Regions from separate parts of the Mus musculus genome. Here regions 1 and 3 are each linked to region 2. The links are chromatin contacts, called in public HiChIP or PLAC-seq and promoter capture Hi-C maps. All regions are on one chromosome and are shown on one strand. Each heading gives the region's core, a stretch centred on a gene start, on an enhancer-like site or on the middle of the called end of the contact. The rest is flanking DNA. Distances are from core to core; before and after follow the strand shown.

Evidence for each region. Promoter capture Hi-C pulls out the DNA fragments that hold promoters and counts their contacts. HiChIP or PLAC-seq counts read pairs in DNA pulled down with a chosen protein or histone mark.
Region 1: an H3K27ac HiChIP or PLAC-seq map of microglia shows a contact between it and region 2, with 5 times the contacts expected there. The contact joins the enhancer-like site here to the promoter of Zfp609 in region 2. A contact is called at or near these places in 1 of 15 datasets of contacts at CTCF or cohesin (CD8 T cells), 1 of 484 Hi-C or Micro-C datasets (spermatogonial stem cells) and 4 of 115 datasets of contacts at active chromatin or transcription factors (embryonic limb bud, memory CD8 T cells, microglia and 1 more).
Region 3: a contact with region 2 is called in a promoter capture Hi-C map of erythroid cells, with 35 times the contacts expected there. The contact joins the promoter of Pdcd7 here to the promoter of Zfp609 in region 2. A contact is called at or near these places in 5 of 39 promoter capture datasets (erythroid cells, hippocampal neurons, liver and 2 more).

What each region holds. Positions count from the first base shown.
Region 1 is chr9:65,545,215-65,547,914 of GRCm38.p6, forward strand. No RefSeq gene overlaps it. Among named protein-coding and RNA genes, the nearest start is that of Gm51712, 17 kb to the right of the region's middle. Within about 2 kb of position 1,252, at least 167 of the 459 cell types and tissues checked have an H3K27ac peak or open chromatin away from gene starts, as enhancers often do. A contact at or near this core is called in memory CD8 T cells, microglia and pancreatic cancer cells, where this site is marked.
Region 2 is chr9:65,826,287-65,828,986 of GRCm38.p6, forward strand. Zfp609 (zinc finger protein 609) reads right to left here and starts at 1,278. Exons shown (of 10, transcript NM_172536.3): 1 at 1,180-1,278. Trip4 (thyroid hormone receptor interactor 4) reads right to left here. Exons shown (of 14, transcript NM_001357872.1): 14 at 2,641-2,700.
Region 3 is chr9:65,344,639-65,347,338 of GRCm38.p6, forward strand. It overlaps Pdcd7 (programmed cell death 7), which reads left to right and starts at 1,430. Exons shown (of 5, transcript NM_016688.2): 1 at 1,430-2,370. The coding sequence starts at 1,504.

The DNA.
Region 1 (2,700 bases), core at 2-2,501, 280 kb before region 2:
AGCAGACGCTCCTGCCTCTAACTCCCAAATGCTGGGATTATAGGGATGAGTTACCTGACACAGCTGTAAATATACTTTTAAAAGCCTGTTTGGGGATGAGGAGTGCAATTCAGTTGGTAAAGTGCTTGTCTGCCATGCAGGAAACCCTAGGACTGACCCACAGTTCAGCATGATGGGTACCGTGGACAGGCAGAAGTAGGAAGAGCAGTACTTTGGGGTCATTTTTGGCTATTTAGTAAGTTTGAGGCTAGCCTGAAGCACATGAAACTATCTCAGAACAAAAACCGCCCCCTCCTAATCAGCTGGGAACGTATTTCATAAACTGTGAAGTTTTTTCCACAGCCCATGGCTACACGAGGTGTCTCAAGTATCAGGAATTCCAAGGGGGAAATGATACCAAGGAATAGCTTTCGTGGTGAGATTTCAGGCAGATGGGGAGAGCCACATAACCAGTAGGTTCTGCCACATATGCAGTCTTCCTAAATCACACACCAAGACATGCCCTTGGAGGGAGAGTCTTTCGATCTAGGTAAGAAGAGCTGGAAGTGACTGCACTGAACTCCAAACAGGAAGTGGACTGAGGAAGCAAGCACCAGGCCTACTTCTGCTTTAGGTGTGAGTTGCACACTTGGCCTTGGCAAGCACAGCAGAGCTCAGGAGGCAGCAGGAGATGAAAGCTCTGATCTGAAGGGGTGGATACAGCACTGGGGCAGAGCCTGTGGCTTCCCAGATGCTTGCATTCCTCACTCTGCTCTGCTACGTGCTATTTGCCTGTTGGGAGATCTCTCATCATCTCTGGGCCAGTGTCTCCTTGGCCGGTGGCAATCCAAATCCAGCAGGGGTCTTTTTGCGCTTGACGCGGATGCCTGCAGCTGACACACTTGGAGTGGGTGTATTCCCTGTGCTGCCAACCAGCCCTGTCCATCTTTCTGCAATTGCTAGTCTAGAACTTACCATGGGGCAGGGCCATGGGCCCAGAAAGATCCAGTCTCTTGGGGAGGCTGACAGCCTATCTGCATTTCCATAGCCTTCAGAAAAGTTCATTAGCTTTCCTCCCTGTAGTCACAGAAATCACCAAGCCCTGCCAGCGGTTGCCCCGGTGTTTCAGGAGCGCCCTGTAGCCTGTTATTCTTTGTTGTTTTTGCTTTTTTTTTTTAAATCTTTCGAGACAAGGTCTCATGCTGGCCTCCAACTTGCTACACAGCCAACAGTGACACTGAACTCCGTGAGCCCTGGCATTACAAGACATGACTCACCACTCGTAGCTCTGTGCTGTGCTGGGTTATCACATCCAAGGCAGGGCATCAGAGGCCAGCACCCTACCAGCCGAGCCACATCCCCAGCCCCATAGATTGTATTTTTTTTTTTAAATGAATGTAGATGTCCTTGCAAATCCTGAAGCTGCTGTCACAGCTGTATTTCAGGAAGCCAAGGCCTGCCAGTGGATGTCAGGAAGGACAATTCCTGTCCCTTGTTTCCCGATTCCAGGCCTGGATGGAGGGAAACAGTTGGTTGATGTGTGGAGCTCTTACTACCAAAGTACAACTGGCAGGACTGGGCTCAGTGTTCTGATGGGGAGAGGTGAATGCAGCTAGTGCCTCTTGTGTGGCTGGAGCCCAGATCCTGCCCTGGTCTCTCCATTTATAAAATGTAGCTAGGATACTTTTTCTCCTTGATTTTGTTTCTTTCTTTCCTCTCCACTCCTTCCCCCAGTGCTGGAACTGAACTCAGAGACCACCCACCTCCCGGGCCTCACATTTGTGAAGCAAGTATTTATCTGTGCCCCATCACTGTGTCTCATTTAGAATCCTACATTGCAGGCGCCCTACATTGCAGGCATCTGCGGTCCTGCCCCACACTTGTCAGTTTTTCTACCTCCCAAACACTGGGATCATGGGGCTTGCAGTCCTGCTGCACAGGTTTTACATGGTGCTAGAAACAGAGCCCAAGGACTTGTGCATGCCAGGCAGACACTTTGCCAGCTACGCTCCATCTGCGGCTTGTAGACTTTCTGTGACTGACAGAGACTCCCAGGCAGCCTGAGGAGGACAGGCTCTCCTGAGGCGAGCTTTGATAGTACAGTGGCATGCCTGGGCAGTGGTGGCACATTCCTTAATCCTAGCAGTCAGGGAGATCTCTGTGAGTTCAAGGCCAGCCTGGTTTACAGAAATAGTTTCGGGATAGCCAGGGCTACACACAGAAACCTTATCTTGGAAAAAAAAAATACAGTGGCAAAAGAAATCACTGCTTCCTGAAGGCCCTGTGCCAGCACTGCCCAGGAGCAGGTCAGATACGGCCTCCTTTTATCCTCAAACCAAAGGTGGATAGTATACTTTTGGTCTTCAGAAAGGCGATCAGGACTAAAGTGGTTACATAACTTGTCAAAGATCACAGAGCGGGAAGGGACATGCCACAAATCCAACCAGCTACTTAATCCTGTGGAAGAACTCAGACATTTAAAAGAGGATAAAGAACTCTAGGGTCCCCCTCGGGCTCCAGAAAAAGTCAGAGCAGATGGAGATCCTGTGTCTCAGAGCCACTGTCCTCCGGCTCACGCCTGATGGGTGATTTTGAGCTGAGTTCCTCTCTGGGAAGAACGGAGGGCTATCTGACCTGGGGTGTCCTTTGCTCCCCCAAAGCAGAGATGCTAGATAGCATGAACATGGGTCTCCTTCTCAGCACCCCTGGGGCATTCCCTCA
Region 2 (2,700 bases), core at 28-2,527:
CTATGACCTTCACTGTGTACACAATAGGCGAGTGAGAGGGACCGGTTTATCTCTGCTGCAACAGTTCTCAGCCCTGGGGTAGCACTCCCGATAAAATGACACGACTATTGTGTGGCAGCAGAACAGTCATCTCTCACAACAGCCTAAACCAGCACTCCCTCCCCCAAGACAAAGCAGCAGGGGTGAAATTAACTCAAGGCTGCAGAGCAAAGCCTAATACAGAAAAGAGAGGCCTGTGGGGGCTTAGGGACTCTCCTCAACCCCTGGGGCTCTGGACACATGGCTGGAAACAGACAGGCTTTCTCCCCCATCTTTCCCACTCTCATTTAGGTAGGAAGCGGTTTCTGAGAGAATTTAATCATCTGTGATTTGTTCAGAAATATTCCCCCTGAAGGGCTCTGCTCTCTCCACCCTGTGTGAGCCTAATTCCTAGAAGCCGAAATGACTGTTTGCCGCTGCCTGTTTCACAAACACACATTAATTGGTCAGATGTGTCTCCTCCTCCTCAGCCCCAGAGGGAGGAAGGAGAATCTGAACCAAGCAGAGAGATGATCCAACCGTAATTACACATAAAGGGAAAAGAGGGCAGCATGGGGTTTCCAAACAGGACAGGGTCTCAAACCCTCCCGGGGATACAGGGACAGCAGTTTAAAGTCCAGGCCTAGGGATCCCTCCATCTTGAAGAAAAGGACAGGAGTAAAATGTGACCTAAGACTGGAAAGGCGCACACACCCACAACCTACTGCCTGCACGCTCCCAGCCACCTTGCTCTCCTTTCCCGGGTCGCGCACACGTCCTGCTTTCAACCCTCCGCTCCCGACGCTCCCCTGAGTCCCTAACGAGCCCCAGTCGCCCCGGGGCTCCCTCGGCAGAGCCTCCGAAAACTCTCTGGCCTGCCCCTACCACCTGGCCAAATCAGAGACTATCCCGGGCACCGCCACCCTCAGCCCGAACCGCCCGGGCCATGCTTTGAACTTCACCTCAGGCCCCCTCCCCCACCCACGCAACGACCCCGCTTTCCCCGCACACACCTTCCCCTCGCTCCGCCCCGGCCCCCCCAACCCCCACTTCCTCCGCCGGGCGCCGCTGCTCCGGCGCCCTCCGCGCCCCTCGGCGCCGGGCCTCCCCCAGAGTCGCCTCCCCCTCCCAGCCCCGGCTCCACACAAAGCTTAGACTCACCGCGCGGCCGGTCCCGGGAGCCGCCACCTCCGCCCGCCCGGGGCCCCGGGCCGCAGAGCCACCACTGCTACGCGTCCCGGGCCGCCATCTGGGCCGCGGCCCCTCCCCCTCCCCGCCCCGGCTCTCCGCCCCTCCCCGCGCCGCTCCGCCCCGCCTGGCCGGGGCCGCTGTGTCCGGGGCTGCGGGTCCCTCAGCTGCCGCCGCCGCCGCCGCCGCCGCCGCCACCGCCGCCGCCGCCGCCGCGATCCGGGACAACCAGGGCAGCCTGGAAGACCTGGACACTGGATTCTCGTGCTCTCGGATCCGGATTCCGTGCGCTATGGAGTCTGGAGCGGGCGAGTGCACGAGGAAACCCGGAACCTGGATGCAGGAGCTAAGTCCTGGGTCTCTAAATGCGCGGTAGCTGCGAGCCCTGAGAAAAGAATGCTGGAAAACCTGGCGGGCGGGTCGAAACTAAGATAAGCTCAGAAGACCGGGCTGGACAGTTTGAACCCAATGCTCTCTCCTCGTGCAGATTCCTGGCTGGATAAGACTTCTCACCGAAAAGTCTCTGGAGAAGCGTTAGCTCTTAAATACAGATGTTTTCTATCGTGGAAAGAGGAAAGATCATGGGATCTGAACATGAACCTTTCTACAAAGAACAGAAGACAAGTGCACAGCTCTTAACTGTCTCATCCATTTTGCCGCTTAGTTCGGCAAACTATTTTAAGTAAAGAATTTAGGGTGGGGGTTGGGGGGGACAGGACACGTGTCGTGGCGCACGTTTGCAGGTCAGCCGACAATTTGCAGGAGTCGTTCCCTCCACCATTTGGTTTTAGGGATCAAACTTAGATCCTTAGGCTTAGCAGCGCGCATCTTTACCCACTGAGCCATCTCACTGGCCCTCAAACTCCTTTTTTATTCAATGTCTTCAGTTTTTCTTTGATTATCGTTTGTTTTCCTCTAGAGTACCTGTGTCCCTTTCCACCTCAACATCCAGTATCACTAAATCTTACTGCTTTTTAACCTTGAGCCCGTTTCTGCACTCCATCTCACCATTCTGTCACTATAGATTGTGACTTTTAAATCTGTTACCTATCTTAAGGTTGCCCAGCACACCATCTACACAGCAGACATTCTGTTCTTGTGAAATTGAGCCCTCCCACCAGTTGCTTACGAAACTGCTTCATGACCTAAGACTTCCACCTCCTACCATAGCAAACCAATGTTTATCCAATTCTCAAGAACCCCCATCATGCCCTTCCTGTGTCTGAGACCATTTTATTCAGCTATGCAGTTACCTTTATTCTCTTATCCTAAGGGCACTCTTCACTGGTGCCATTCACAGTAGCATGTGACTTAGAGATCGAGTGAGTCATAACTTTGCTATCTTCACAGAAAGAAAAGGAGGGTGGGAGAGCTGACAGCTTAAAGATGAACGCTAAGCCCAAGCCCATCTAGTCTAGGAAAAAGTAATTCCCTCTTGGTCCATAGATAGTTTTATTGGATAGTAAAGGGACAGAACTGATGACTCAGAGTGGC
Region 3 (2,700 bases), core at 180-2,679, 480 kb before region 2:
TTTCGAGCCTGTGGCCAACATCCGTTATCTCCTGTGTGGGATGCATGTTGGTCCGGAACCCCATCATTAAACTACCTTGTGTGTTTACATCAAAGACGGTCTATTCGTGATTTTTTGGGTTTTGGGTGCACACCAAATCGGGAATTGAGTGGGGGTTTCCCCACTAGGTTCTATCAATATGACATATGGACACTGTAACATCTATCTCTCCAAGACCACCTAGCTTCTCTTTGTGTTTCTGTGTTTTACACCCTGCATTCTTTCGACCCCCAGCAGACATACTGCAAATCACTAGTACCTGCTGCTTCCATCCTGTGTTCCTCTCATAACTTTTTGTTGTCTTTCAGATCTTAGCCGGAGCTTCAGACCGTGTCTCTAGTCCCTCTAGAACGTTAACAATCATCAGGATTTCTGAATTCAAGACTGAATTGGAGAGGCCAAACCTACTCCATCTTGGGACCAGCCTCCATCTTCAAGAAAAGAAAAAAGCAGAACTCAAGCTGCACCAAAATACCAGAAAGGACCCCATGGCTTGTCCTTGGCCAGAGTTAATCCCTAGCTACTTCCTAGCAACAGTTAATCAAAGATTAGTTTGATTGTTTCAGATGTACTTTCAAACTGTTTGTGATCAAATGCACGATTCAGGGCACCCAACTATTGGCTTATAGTCATTCTATTAGATGCTTGCCAGACTGGACAACCCCTCCCTCGCTTTGAAAGAACCTAGTGGGGAAACCCCCACTCAATTTCCATTCGGAGCGCACCCAAGAATCACGAACAGACAACCATCTTGATGTAAAAGCATGAGGTAGTTTAATGACGGAGCTCCGGGCCGACATATATCTCCCTCAGGAGACAGAGGTGTCGACCACATGGTGGAGCCATAATGGCAGAGCTCCGGTTCGAAACGTATCTCACACAGGAGACAGTGGTTTCGACTCTGACGCTTGGAAGCTAGGGATTTTTATAGAAAAGGGATGGGGCTGGGGGAGGAATTGGCGAGGTTTCACATGATTGGTTCATTTAAACATCAACAGACTGTCAGAAGGGCGGGAGATAGGGGGGCATGTCCTGGCCTGTTCTGCTATGTTCTCAGCCCCAGGTTTCAAAGCTCACAAACAACTCTTTGGGCTATTTGACATAAATTACATGAATCACATGTCTCAAGTTTTATTTCCTTTCAGCTTTTATTTTTCTATAAAAACTTGTTCTACTGAGGGTTCAGGGCTGCTCCGCCTTCTCTTTCTGTCCTGCTGTGTTAAGGTCGATTTGGAGGAGAGCCCGAGCCTGAGCCCGAAATAAACCCTAACATCGGAGACGGATCCTTGGTGGTTTGGGAAGGTTCAAGCTTCCTGGCACGACAAACCAAGGTCCTGCACTACGCCTCGCTTCCGGGAAGTGAGTCAAGCACCGGTCGCACGTTATACACGTCACTTCCTCCTGGAACCCGGATAAAGAAGTTCCCAGATTACTGTCACTGCTCCCAACCGCTGCACTACAGACATGGCTCTGCCACCTTTTTTCGCCCAGAGCCGTCAGGGACCTCCCCCTCCGCAGCCACCGCCTTCCGCTCCATTCGGCTGTCCGCCCCCGCCGCTGCCCTCTCCGGCTTTCCCGCCGCCCCTTCCCCAGCGACCCGGCCCCTTCCCGGGGGCTTCCGCCCCCTTCCTCCAGCCTCCGCTGGCCCTGCAGCCCCGCGCGCCAGCCGAGGCCTCCCGCGGCGGTGGCGGTGGCGGCGCCTTCTTCCCGGTGCCACCCCCACCGCTGCCGCCGCCGCCGCCGCAGTGCCGGCCCTTCCCGGGGCCCGACGCCGTCGAGCGTCCACGGCCACCGCCTCCAGGTCCCGGGCCGCCCTGGAGCCCGCGCTGGGCGGAGGCGCCGCCGCCGCCCGACGTGCTCGGAGACGCGGCCCTGCAGCGCCTGCGTGATCGGCAGTGGCTGGAGGCGGTGTTCGGGAACCCCCGGCGGCCCGGTGGCCTCCGGACCCCGCGCACACCCGCCGGGCCCAGCCTGGGTGAAGTCCGCGCGCGGTTGCGTTCCGCTTTGCGTTTGGTGCGGCGGCTACGCAGCTTGGGGCAGTCCCTGCGCGAGGCTGAGGCCGACGGAGCAGCCTGGGCCTCCCTGCACGCTCAGGCGGCGCCACTACGAGCGGAGCTAGCGGAGCGGCTGCAGCCGCTGGCCCAGGCCGCCTATGTGGGCGAGGCGCGACGGAGGCTGGAGAGGGTCCGGCGCCGCCGGCTGCGGCTTCGTGAGAGGGCCCGGGATCGGGAGGCTGAGCGGGAGGCGGAGGCCGCGCAGGCCACGGAACGGGAGCAGGAGATTGACCGCTGGAGGGTGAAGTGCGTGCAGGAAGTGGAGGAAAAGAAGCGGGTGAGAACCAGTATGCGCTCGGTGGTTGGAGCTGTGGTGTCTGGAACTCGAATCTGCGTGCTAGTTAACTTGTATGCTTATCCGCGAAAGCTAGCCTTTGCCACTTCTTTGCTCTGTATTCCTTGTTGACGATGTGTGGTGCATAAAACTCTAGAATTTGGACTATAAAGTCCCTTAAACACGCGACAGGTTTACACTGGTGCATTTCTGGGAGGACACACCTCTTGTGTCCTGCTTCAAAGTTGGATCCACTTACTGAAGATGCAGAGCAGTATCTTTTATACTGTCCTAAAGCATGCAAATGTAGAGGACTTGGACCACACCTAGAAA